2 separate regions of the Ovis canadensis genome follow, and region 2 is linked to region 1. The links are chromatin contacts, called in public Hi-C maps. All regions are on one chromosome and are shown on one strand. The core of a region is the stretch at or near the end of the contact, and the rest is flanking DNA. Distances in the headings are between cores, read along the strand shown. Region 1 holds the start of LOC138423892 (myeloid-associated differentiation marker-like). Region 2 holds the start of HAPLN3 (hyaluronan and proteoglycan link protein 3).

Region 1 (4,780 bases), core at 1,195-3,694:
CTAGTCAAATTTGGGCAATTAGGACCTGTGGATTTTGTTGGTTTCATTTTCATTTTGTTTATTTTATCTTAGAGGTTTTTGAAAAAGAACATTGTGGATGTGGAAGAAAGGACAAGATTTCTCTCTATGGTTGACAGCAGGGGCTGATGGGGATTGGATACTCCAGGTAATTAAAAGAAACCATACATATTTTTTTCTACATTTATATAGGTCACTTTATGCCTGAGTCTCAGAAAAGCAGAACACAGTGGCAAAAAGCCACTGACGTGTGTGTGCACACACACTCGAGTACTGCAACTCACTTGACTACAGCAGCTGAAACCCCCACTCAGTCAACCCACCCTCCCCAGAAAAATAGAAACGAAACTTCACCTTTAAGAACAGGTCCTGTCAGAAAAAGAAAACAAAAAGTCCCAGGCAGGCTAACATCAGCTTTAAGGCTGGCAGGGCCATGCTGCAGAGGCAGGACCTGCTGTTTTGATCACTGAGGCAGGAGGGCCACATTGCTGCCCCTCACCAACACTGCAGACAGCTGTCTTCAAGACTCTGGGGTTCTTCACCAGCTCCTGCTTCGATTCCCCAGAGAGTAGTTGGGATGGGGAGACATTTAGCCTTTGTTTCCTTTAAGATGGCCTCTGCAGACAGTGGGTTTTCAGTAAGCTTAGAAAAATTCTGGAGCCAATGTCAGATGGGGCCAACCACCAGCTGGGGCCTAGGGACCAGGGTCTCTGCTTTAAGACTCCTCCCACTGGAAATTACTGACTTCCAGAGGTTTTTTTTTTTTTTTAACTTAAATGGGAGACACCGTACACAAAGAAAGAGGACCCAATGCTTAGCTACACACCCCCATTCCCAAACCCATCACACATATACAAGAGGGACAGACTTGCTTTGGCAACAAGGCCCCTCCGGAGGCCCAGGGTGTGAACAGCTGCACAGAGGGCTGTGTGCTGTGGAGTCAGCACCTTAGGAGGCAGGAGGGGTGGTGGGCAGAGAAGGAAGGAGTCTCAGGTCCTGATGGATCAGAAGAAGGAAAATGGGTAGAGGTGGTCAGGACACAGGAGACGGGAAAACCAAGGATGACCAGAAAAGGGGCAAAAAGTAGAAAATATAGAAAAGATAAGAGAGCAGCAAGAGTAAAAGGCAAAACAGGATGTGGGCAACCAAAGAAAATAGGAAGGAGATAGAGCAGAAGGTGGGAAGGAAATGGGAAAGGGAGTGAGATCAGTGCAGAAGGATGTGAGAAGGGAGAGAGGAGAGCCAGAAAGAGGACACCAGAGCTTGGTAATGAACTTCAGGTGAGACAAGGGAGGAATTGGGAGCCCTTGGGCAAAGCCTCAGCCTCTGTTAAAATTCAGGCGGGCAGAGAACACTAGGTCAGTCACATAAATCAGCAGGTTGATGGCTGTCAAACTAACCACAGCCAGTTGTTGGTCCCAGATGCACACGGAGGTGGGGACTCCACTGCTGCAGTTCACGTCACTGGACCGCTGGAGCTGCCTGCCCAACTCCTCGTTGAACTGGTAGAGCGGCCAGAGGAGCAGAGCAGTGGTGTAGAGGAGGACGGAGAGCAGGGTCAGCACAACCTGGAGAACGGAGAAGGGGATGGGCAGCCTGTTGTCGCATTTGCCCAGGTTCACCAGGATGGCCACGGATGACAAGACGAAGCAGATGGAGTACACGGCCACGCACCACTCCAGGGCCGGCTGGTGCAGGTACAGGGAGGTGTTGCTGAGGAAGACAAAGATGACACAGGCCACGATGGTCTCCAGCCCCTTAAGCAGGCCTGGCACGGTGGCCATATAGCCTGTGATCATGTTGGGCTGGGCCCTAGTCCAGGTCACGTCCATGGCATAAGCCACGAAGGCGATGCAGGAGAATGCAGTGGAGATGATGGGGCGGTCCCAGTCGTGGCTGTTGGACAAGAACTGAATGTAGATGACGGGGTAGATGATGGAGGCCGAGAGGCAGAGGAGGGCGGAGTAGCAGTTGCAGGTGGTGAGAAAGTTGTCCCAGGAGAAGGGGAAGTGGCCCTCCAGCCCGCATAACTCAACTATGAGGATGAGGAGGGTCAGGACGAAGCAGAAGCACCAGATGAACATGGACCAGTTACCTATGGCCCCCTTCCAGGTGCCCACGCTGGCCCCCAGCGAGAAGGCCATGCAGGTGGAGAACAGCTGCAGCTGTCGCAGGCAGCAGCCCATAATGGTCGGGGAGCCCAGGGCCTGAGGACGATCATGTGGTAGTCGTTCTGGTCCTACTGGTCACCGGTATGGCAGAGGTCTTCGCTGAGGATCCACCCGAGAAAGGTCCAGCCCTGGAGGTGGATTAAGTCAGATGCCAGGGAAAGGCTCAGGGCCCTGTGATGGCTGAGGCTCAGGATCTGTGGAGTTGGACTAAATGGCTCAGACACTCGGGCAGAAGCACAGCACTCCCGAATGGTTCTCCTTCACCCATCCCCCTTGACCTTGTCACGAGACTTGTCTTATCCCAAAGCTCACAGCTGGGTTGGGTCTGGCATCAGACCATGAACATTTATTTCTTCACCTCTTTCTGCTGTATGCCATTATCTACGGAAACACAGGGTAGCCTGACCCTTATCTGCAACCCCAACCTTTCAAAGTTCTGAAAATTGGACAAGCATTTTTTTTTTAAATTGTTTGGTAACAAAATTTGAACTGAACAGACACAGACCATTTATGGCCTTTATTTCATGTAGTGTGAATGTTCAAATTTCAGTTGCAGAAACACTAATGTGTTTGATTACAAGGTATTTCAGACCCCAGTGGGGTATTATGTCACGTAGGATAGATGCACCATGTTACAGAAATGAAGCTGAAAAATTCAGAGTCCTGGAGCATATCTGACCCACAGGGTTTCAGAAAAGGGACTGTGGATTGTACTGCTAACCCCCTTTTACAGACAAGAAAACTAAAGTTGGGGGAATTAAGTCCTTTCCTAAGGTGGCACTGGAGAAAGAAATGGCAGCCCACTCCAGTATTCTTGCCTGGAAAATCCCATGGACAAAGGCCTGGTAAGATATAGTCCATGGGGCTGCCAAGAGTCAGACACGACTGAGCACACTCGCCTACTAAGGGTGCATGACTAGGAAATGGGAACCCAAATAACAGTGCCAAAGCTGCGGGTTTGAAGGCTTTGCTCTATAGCTGACATGTCAAAAGGGCCCATGGGTGGGAGCTCAGGACCAAAGCTCAAGGCTCTGGGACCCAGGATACACTTTCAAGGCCACGGCCTCCTTCCACAGCAACCTGAAGACATACGGGTCCTGGCCTTTCCTCGCTGCAGCCATCACTAGAAGGAGCTGCCATCTGAGGGGACACAACCCCACCCGGAGGAGGGCAGCTTCAGGGGTGAACAGGGAGGAGCCATGGAGTGAGAGCAAGGCCACAGGGACGAGATGACATGGGAAGTAGGGACTATTCTGAATCCCCTCCCCCAAGTTTTACCTTAACATGTGACTCTTGCACATTGGGGAGGGAGACCCCAATCCAGTACGACTCCAAGGTAGAGGATCATGGAGGAACCATAGAATAAATTAACATGTCTGGCTCTTGAGCTCCAAAGCTGCCATCCAGGTGGAAGTCTGGAAAGATCTAGGAGTAGTCCTACCTGAGCAGGATTTTCCTGGCCTGGGAGACTGGTTCGCAGCTTCCAAGCTGGGAACCAAGGGATTGGAAATGAATAAGGATGCTGTGTCTGATGCTGAATGGAGCCTTTCAGGGCATCCCAGGGAGTGGGTGGGGATGGATGGATGATCAGCCCCTTTTTAAAAGCAAAAGCTGAAAGAGGAGGCTCCTGCAGGACCCCTGGAAGGAGACAGCCCTGAGGATGCTCCCGGGACTGGGGTGGGCAGGGGGCAGAGTGGAGATGACTAGGGGGGTCCCAGGGTCCCAGGGGCCCTGAGACACCCAGTAGGTGTCCTCTGACCCAGAAGGGATGCAGGCATGGAGCCAACCTTCCCATGGAGGAGGGGCCTGGAGTGGAACTGAAGAAGCCCCATGAAAGCCTCAGCATGTCTGAAATGCTATGAACTGTGAGCCCCGAGAAGTGTCCCTGGACAGTGACATGCCATCTTTACCATCTCTCCTTATAGCCCGGTGTTTGGCTCCTTCGTGTCACCACGGAGTCCCTCTGAGCGTCGCACATTCTGGGGAAATCCTTGCAGGCGTGACAGAGCCAGCCTGGCCTCTGGGAGCCAGAGTGGTGTTAAGGACTCAGGCCAGGGCTATTACTCAAACAAACCAACAATCTCAGGGCCAGAACAGCAGCAATTATTTAAGTATTCTTGGAAATGCCAAAATTTTCTTTCTTCTAGTTTGTACTAATCTTTTCCTCTGGGCTGCAGAACAGACTTGCATTGTCAGCACAACAGCACCAACTCCCTCATTCCACCCTCCCTTCCCCAAGACACACCACACACACACACACACACACACACACACACACACACACACGCTCGGAAGAGAAACCCATGAGGCAGAGGCTTCTGTGAGTTCCCAGAAAGCCCATGACCCAGGGAACTGGAGCCCATCCTCTGTGAGCCCTGGTCAGTGTGGTGAAACCCAGCTCCCCTGCGAGATGCAGCAGGTGGAGGAACCAAGGTTGGCAGAGAGGGAGGATGTTGGGGACAACAGATGGAGAAAAGGGTCCTCCTCAAACAGTTCAGAGCCCTGGAGAAGCCGCCCAGCATATTTAACTACACCTTTGCCCACAGTGGATGCAGAGATCCACTTGATCTCCTCAGACAGTAGGTGGCGCT
Region 2 (4,780 bases), core at 1,444-3,943, 200 kb after region 1:
TCTTCTTAAATGTTTTGTTTTGTTTTTTAACACAGAGGAAATATCTTTGCAACTTCTTCAGCTGTTTCCCACTGTTTTTCGGCTACGCTGGGTCTCTTTCCATTGGGCAGGCTTTTCTCTGCTTGTGGTGCATAGGAGCTTTTCTAGTTGCAGCGGGTGGGCTCCCTAGCTGTGATGCACAGGCTTCTCTAGCTGTGGGCTTCTCTAGTGGCTGCTTGCAGGCTTAGTTGCCCTGGGGTAGTGCTAGTCGCTCAGTCATCTCCAACTCTTTGTGACCCCATGGACTGCAGCCCACCAGGCTCCTCTGCCCAGGGGATTCCCCGGGCAAGAATACTGAAGTGGGTTGACATTTCCTTCTCCAGGGGATCTTCCAGACCTAAGGGTCAACCCAGGTCAGCTGCATTGCAGGCAGATTCAATACCATCTGAGCAGTATTCCCGCCAGGAGAATTCCATAGCCCTGAGGTATGTGGGATGTAATTCCCCCACCAGGGATCGAACCTGCGTCCTCTGCATTGGAAGGTGGATTCTTAACCACTGGATCACCAGGGAAGTCCCTGGTTTCTACTTTTATCAGAAAACTTTATGCTAAGTTCTGTTCAGCAGCTAAACCAGCAGTCCAGTGCTCCTCCTTCATCAAATCTCTCACATCCTTCAGATGGGATGGCAAGAGTTTGGATACTGAGAGTTTGAGAAATCTGGACAGGGAAGGATGCTGTGTTATTCAAATCTATTTGGTTCTTGAGCGCTGGACAGTGAATAGCAAGCATTCGAATAGTGAGGGACATCAGTAAGAAAGGCACTTTCTGCAGGACTGACAGCATTTATCTTAAGGAATTCACGCATTGCTGAGGTTTGCTCTTTAATGGTGAAGAACTCTTGTTTTGGTCACTTTAATATATTAGTGAGCTGGGGGGAAAAAAATCACCACCAGACCATGTTATACGGAGGTTGCTCCCCCAGGGTTCTTACCAGTCATGCATAAGGTAATTCACGGTTCAGAAACTAAGCTCTGAGCCAAAACAGCTTAGTTTCTGGTCTGGGAGTGGTTTTTTTTTCCCCCTAGCTCACTAATGTATTAGAGTGACCAAAACAAGATGTGTGGATTCCCTGATTCCTGACGACCCATCCTTTGCTTTTCCCAGCCACCACTTGCCTTAGGACCCCTCCGCACATCAGAATAAGCTGAACCCAGACTTGTTAGGAAGATGAGCTACAGCCCAGTACCCAACTGCACCACCGGACACCACACGTCTCCCTGACACCAGCAGAGGGCAGCCTTGCCCTCCAGGTCTCCATCAGCCCGCGCCCGGAGAGGAATTTGACTTCGGTGCCCCAAGCCCTTTGAAACCTGCGGTTCCCGGGAAGTAGAAGTCCGGAGGTGTTTCCTACCGGCATTCCCAGCCCGCTGGCTCATGCAGGGCTGTGGGAGAGGGGCCAGGCCGCCTCTCGGTCACCTCCTCCTGCGGCAGAGGGCAAAAGGCCCTCCGGAGGTCAGCGCTGGGAGTCAAGGTCCAGATCGGGTCACAGGCTGCTGAAGGCCACCCAGCGAGTTGGTGACAGAACTGGGTCCAAGTGTCCGGCGCTGTTTTTGGGTTTTTTGTTTTTTTTTTTTTTTTCCTGGCTGCTCAGGAGCCCTAAATTCCTCCCTAAAGGATACCATCTCCCACCCAGGAATTCACTCTCCGCGCGCTCCGACTGTTCCCTAAATTAGAAACCCCACTGAACTCAGGCCTGAAACCCACGAGCATCCATTGCGCTTGCCCTGAGGGCCAGAGCAGGCAGGCAGAAGACCACCCGCCCGCTGCCTCAGGAGGTGTCCCCAGCCCCTCGCAGTGTTCCCGACGCCAGTCCCCGCTCCCGCCCCCAACAGATGAGCATCCAACAGATGCCCCGGGGCAGAGCCCGGTGCCTGGGGCGCTGTGCCGGAGGCTGCGGGATGAGTTGCGAAGAGACCCGGTGGGAGAGAGGAGACCCGGGAAGTGGTCTCGGAGGCCACTGGTTTCCCTCTGAATTGGCCTCACCGGCCAGGGTCCAGGCACAAGGGTCCCACGCAAGCCAGCCCACGCCGCGCGCTGCTCTGAACCCGCGGGCGCCCGGGGCGCCCCCAACCGGCGGCGGCGATCACAACTCGGCCCCGGCCCCACGGGGCCCGGCTCACTCCTCCTGCCGGCTTCCCCAACCCTGCCCGGGAAGCGTGGGGCTGAGAAAACAAGAAGAGAGGAATTGGTCCACAGGGCGCCCCAGGAGCCCGGCCACCGCTGAGCTACGTACCGTCCCCAGGCGGCTCCTCGACGGCTCGAACGCTCTGGGCTGCGGGGCTGATCCGGTCGGAGGAAGCAGACGGACTCAGGGATCTTGAATGGCCAGAAGGGAAGCGGCTGCGGACGAACCCCCGCGCTCCCGCCGGGCCAGCCCCTTAAAGGAACACACGCCCCTTTCCCTCCCTTGGGCTGGGCCCAAACGGAGGAGGTGCGACAGATTTGGGCGGCCTCCAGACTTGCCTGGAGACCACCCCAAACCGGCTGGAGACCACCCCAACCTGCGGAGCATCTGGCAGGCCGCGCGGTGAAGGGAGTGCCCAGGAGCTGAGGCTGTCATATTCAGGGGCGTGGAAAAGGAGCGTTCGCAGAGGGTCTCAGAACGTGCCGGTTTACCAAAAGCAACGGGACTAAGCAGGGGGTAGCCTCCCCCCACCCCGCCTCCACACTGCGATTGGGCTATGGCCGACTCCCACCTTCAGGTGGGGGAGGGGTGGCCGCTCTCACTTGCTTTTCGCCCAGAGAAGGCAAAGGGGCGCTGACATCCCTCCTGCCCTAGTTTGACTGTCAGGAAATCTGCCTTTCGGCTAACTCAGCATCAGGCACGGGGAGGCTGCCCCTAGTAGGTGGGGCTTGAGTGAGTAGTCCTGGGAGCGGGAAGGGGGAACACAGGATGGGCAGATGGTGCTCCCAGCAGCCTGCAGGGGCGATCAGGCTTCTGCCTGATCCTCTAACAGGGGTGACTCGGCTTTAGAATCCTGACCTGTCAGGACAGCTATCAGGCAGCCAGATCCCAGGATGCCTGTTTGGGCTGGGTGTTTAATTTTCCCTCCATGCCAACAGGAGGCCTGGTCTGGAAGCCCCAGTGGTTCCTCAGCAGCCAAGCCTAAGGAGATCTTTCCGCCTTGACCAAGCGGTCACTGAACCCGGAACCTCTTCCTAAATGCACCTTGACAGTATGTGTGTGTGTGATTTGCCAGGAGCATCTCAGAGCACAAAGAGCTGCTGTAGTAGAGTGTGTGTGCTCAGTCGTGTGCTCCTGTGACCCCATGGACTGTAGCCCGCCAGGCTCCTCTGTCCATGCGATTCTCCAGGAAAGAATACTGGAGTGGGTAGCCATTCCCTTCTCCATGGTGGACTAAATTGCACCCAAAGTGAATGTCAGCCTGATGGGCAAAAGGGCACCAGTGCAGTTTCCTCCCCAAGGGAGAGCTGTCAGAAGCCTGGGTGCAGAACGGAGGGGACTGCGGAATGAGTAGGATGTAAGTTACAATCAGGAAACCCTTGCAAGCTCTGGTGACAATGACCCAAGTTTCCGAGGCCCCTGATGAGCCCGGCTTTGCATCAGTGCTCCTGTACATTCTCTCCATCCAACCCAAGGCCAGGGAGTTGGTCCTCTTATGTCCGCTTTACAGGTGGGAAATGAGGCTCAGAGGGATTTAAGTAAATTGCCCAAGATCACTCAGAGCCAGGATTTGAACCCAGAGTCTCCAACTTGGAGGCTTCCCTGGTAGTTTAGATGGTAAAGAATCTGCCTGCAATGCAGGTGACCCAAGTTCGAGCCCCACGTCCGGAAGATCCCCTGGAGAAGGAAATGGCAACCAACTCCAGTATTCTTGCCTGGGAAATCCCGTGGACAGAGAAGCCTGGTGGGCTGCAGTCCATGGGGTCACAAAGAATCAGACATGACTGAGCGACTAACGTTTTCACTTTTCTCCAACTTGAGGCCTTGTGATCCTAATCACTCCACTATATTTAAACCAGGAATGAAAAGGTGTCTAGACTCCTTGGAGAGGCAAGTCAACAGGTCCCAGTGCTGAAAGCCACACATGTAGGGAGAGGATGGACAGCAGGGAAGATCACTTTTGTTACAGCAAAGCAAGTTTAACATCCTGGCCAGTGGCAGGGATGGCCAGCAGGTAAAATCTCAGAGGTGGCTCTCAGGACTGTGGTCAGGAATAAAAAACATAATTGGTAGAGGTGATGGTGAAGGCTCTGGAAGTGGAGGGAGCTGGCTGCCCAGGAAGAGAAGTCAAGGACAGAAGGGGTCAGGAGGGAAGGAACCCTCATCTAGGGTCCCCAGAGGGGGACTTTCAGAAGGCTATGGGCCAACACATCCAAAGCTGCAAAGATGAGCGAAAGAAGGGACTGAGAGGTGGCTTAGGCAATTCCAGAGTCACCTTGGGTCTCCTGGACCAGGTGGAGGTTCGTGACTACTGCCCACCAGTCCACCTGCCACCTGGCCAGCCATCCAGTGAAACTGGCCAGCAGGAAATATCCAATGCCACAGAGGGACAAGTTGACAGACTGGAGTCAAGCTCTGTTTTCCCTTCTGCAAGTGGGACTCCTGGGACTTACTGCAAATGGGACTTACTGGGGGAACGGAACCATCCCAGAGCAGAGATGCAGGGTAGAAAAGATGCTCAGTCCCCAGGAGAGGCCTGAACAAGTAAAGTCAGTAACCACCCAGAGAGACTCCAGAAGCAGACAATGCAGCTCCACAGAGGAGAGCTTTGAAAT

The links. Hi-C and Micro-C count contacts between places; a contact is called where the count stands out from the background.
Region 2: a Hi-C map of lung shows a contact between it and region 1, with 5 times the contacts expected there. The contact joins the promoter of HAPLN3 here to the promoter of LOC138423892 in region 1. A contact is called at or near these places in 2 of 2 Hi-C or Micro-C datasets (fibroblasts and lung).

What each region holds. Positions count from the first base shown.
Region 1 is chr18:32,629,709-32,634,488 of ARS-UI_OviCan_v2, forward strand. It overlaps LOC138423892 (myeloid-associated differentiation marker-like), which reads right to left and starts at 2,445. Exons shown (of 2, transcript XM_069560283.2): 1 at 1,419-2,445. The coding sequence starts at 2,204.
Region 2 is chr18:32,827,280-32,832,059 of ARS-UI_OviCan_v2, forward strand. It overlaps HAPLN3 (hyaluronan and proteoglycan link protein 3), which reads right to left and starts at 2,694. Exons shown (of 5, transcript XM_069559598.1): 1 at 2,274-2,694.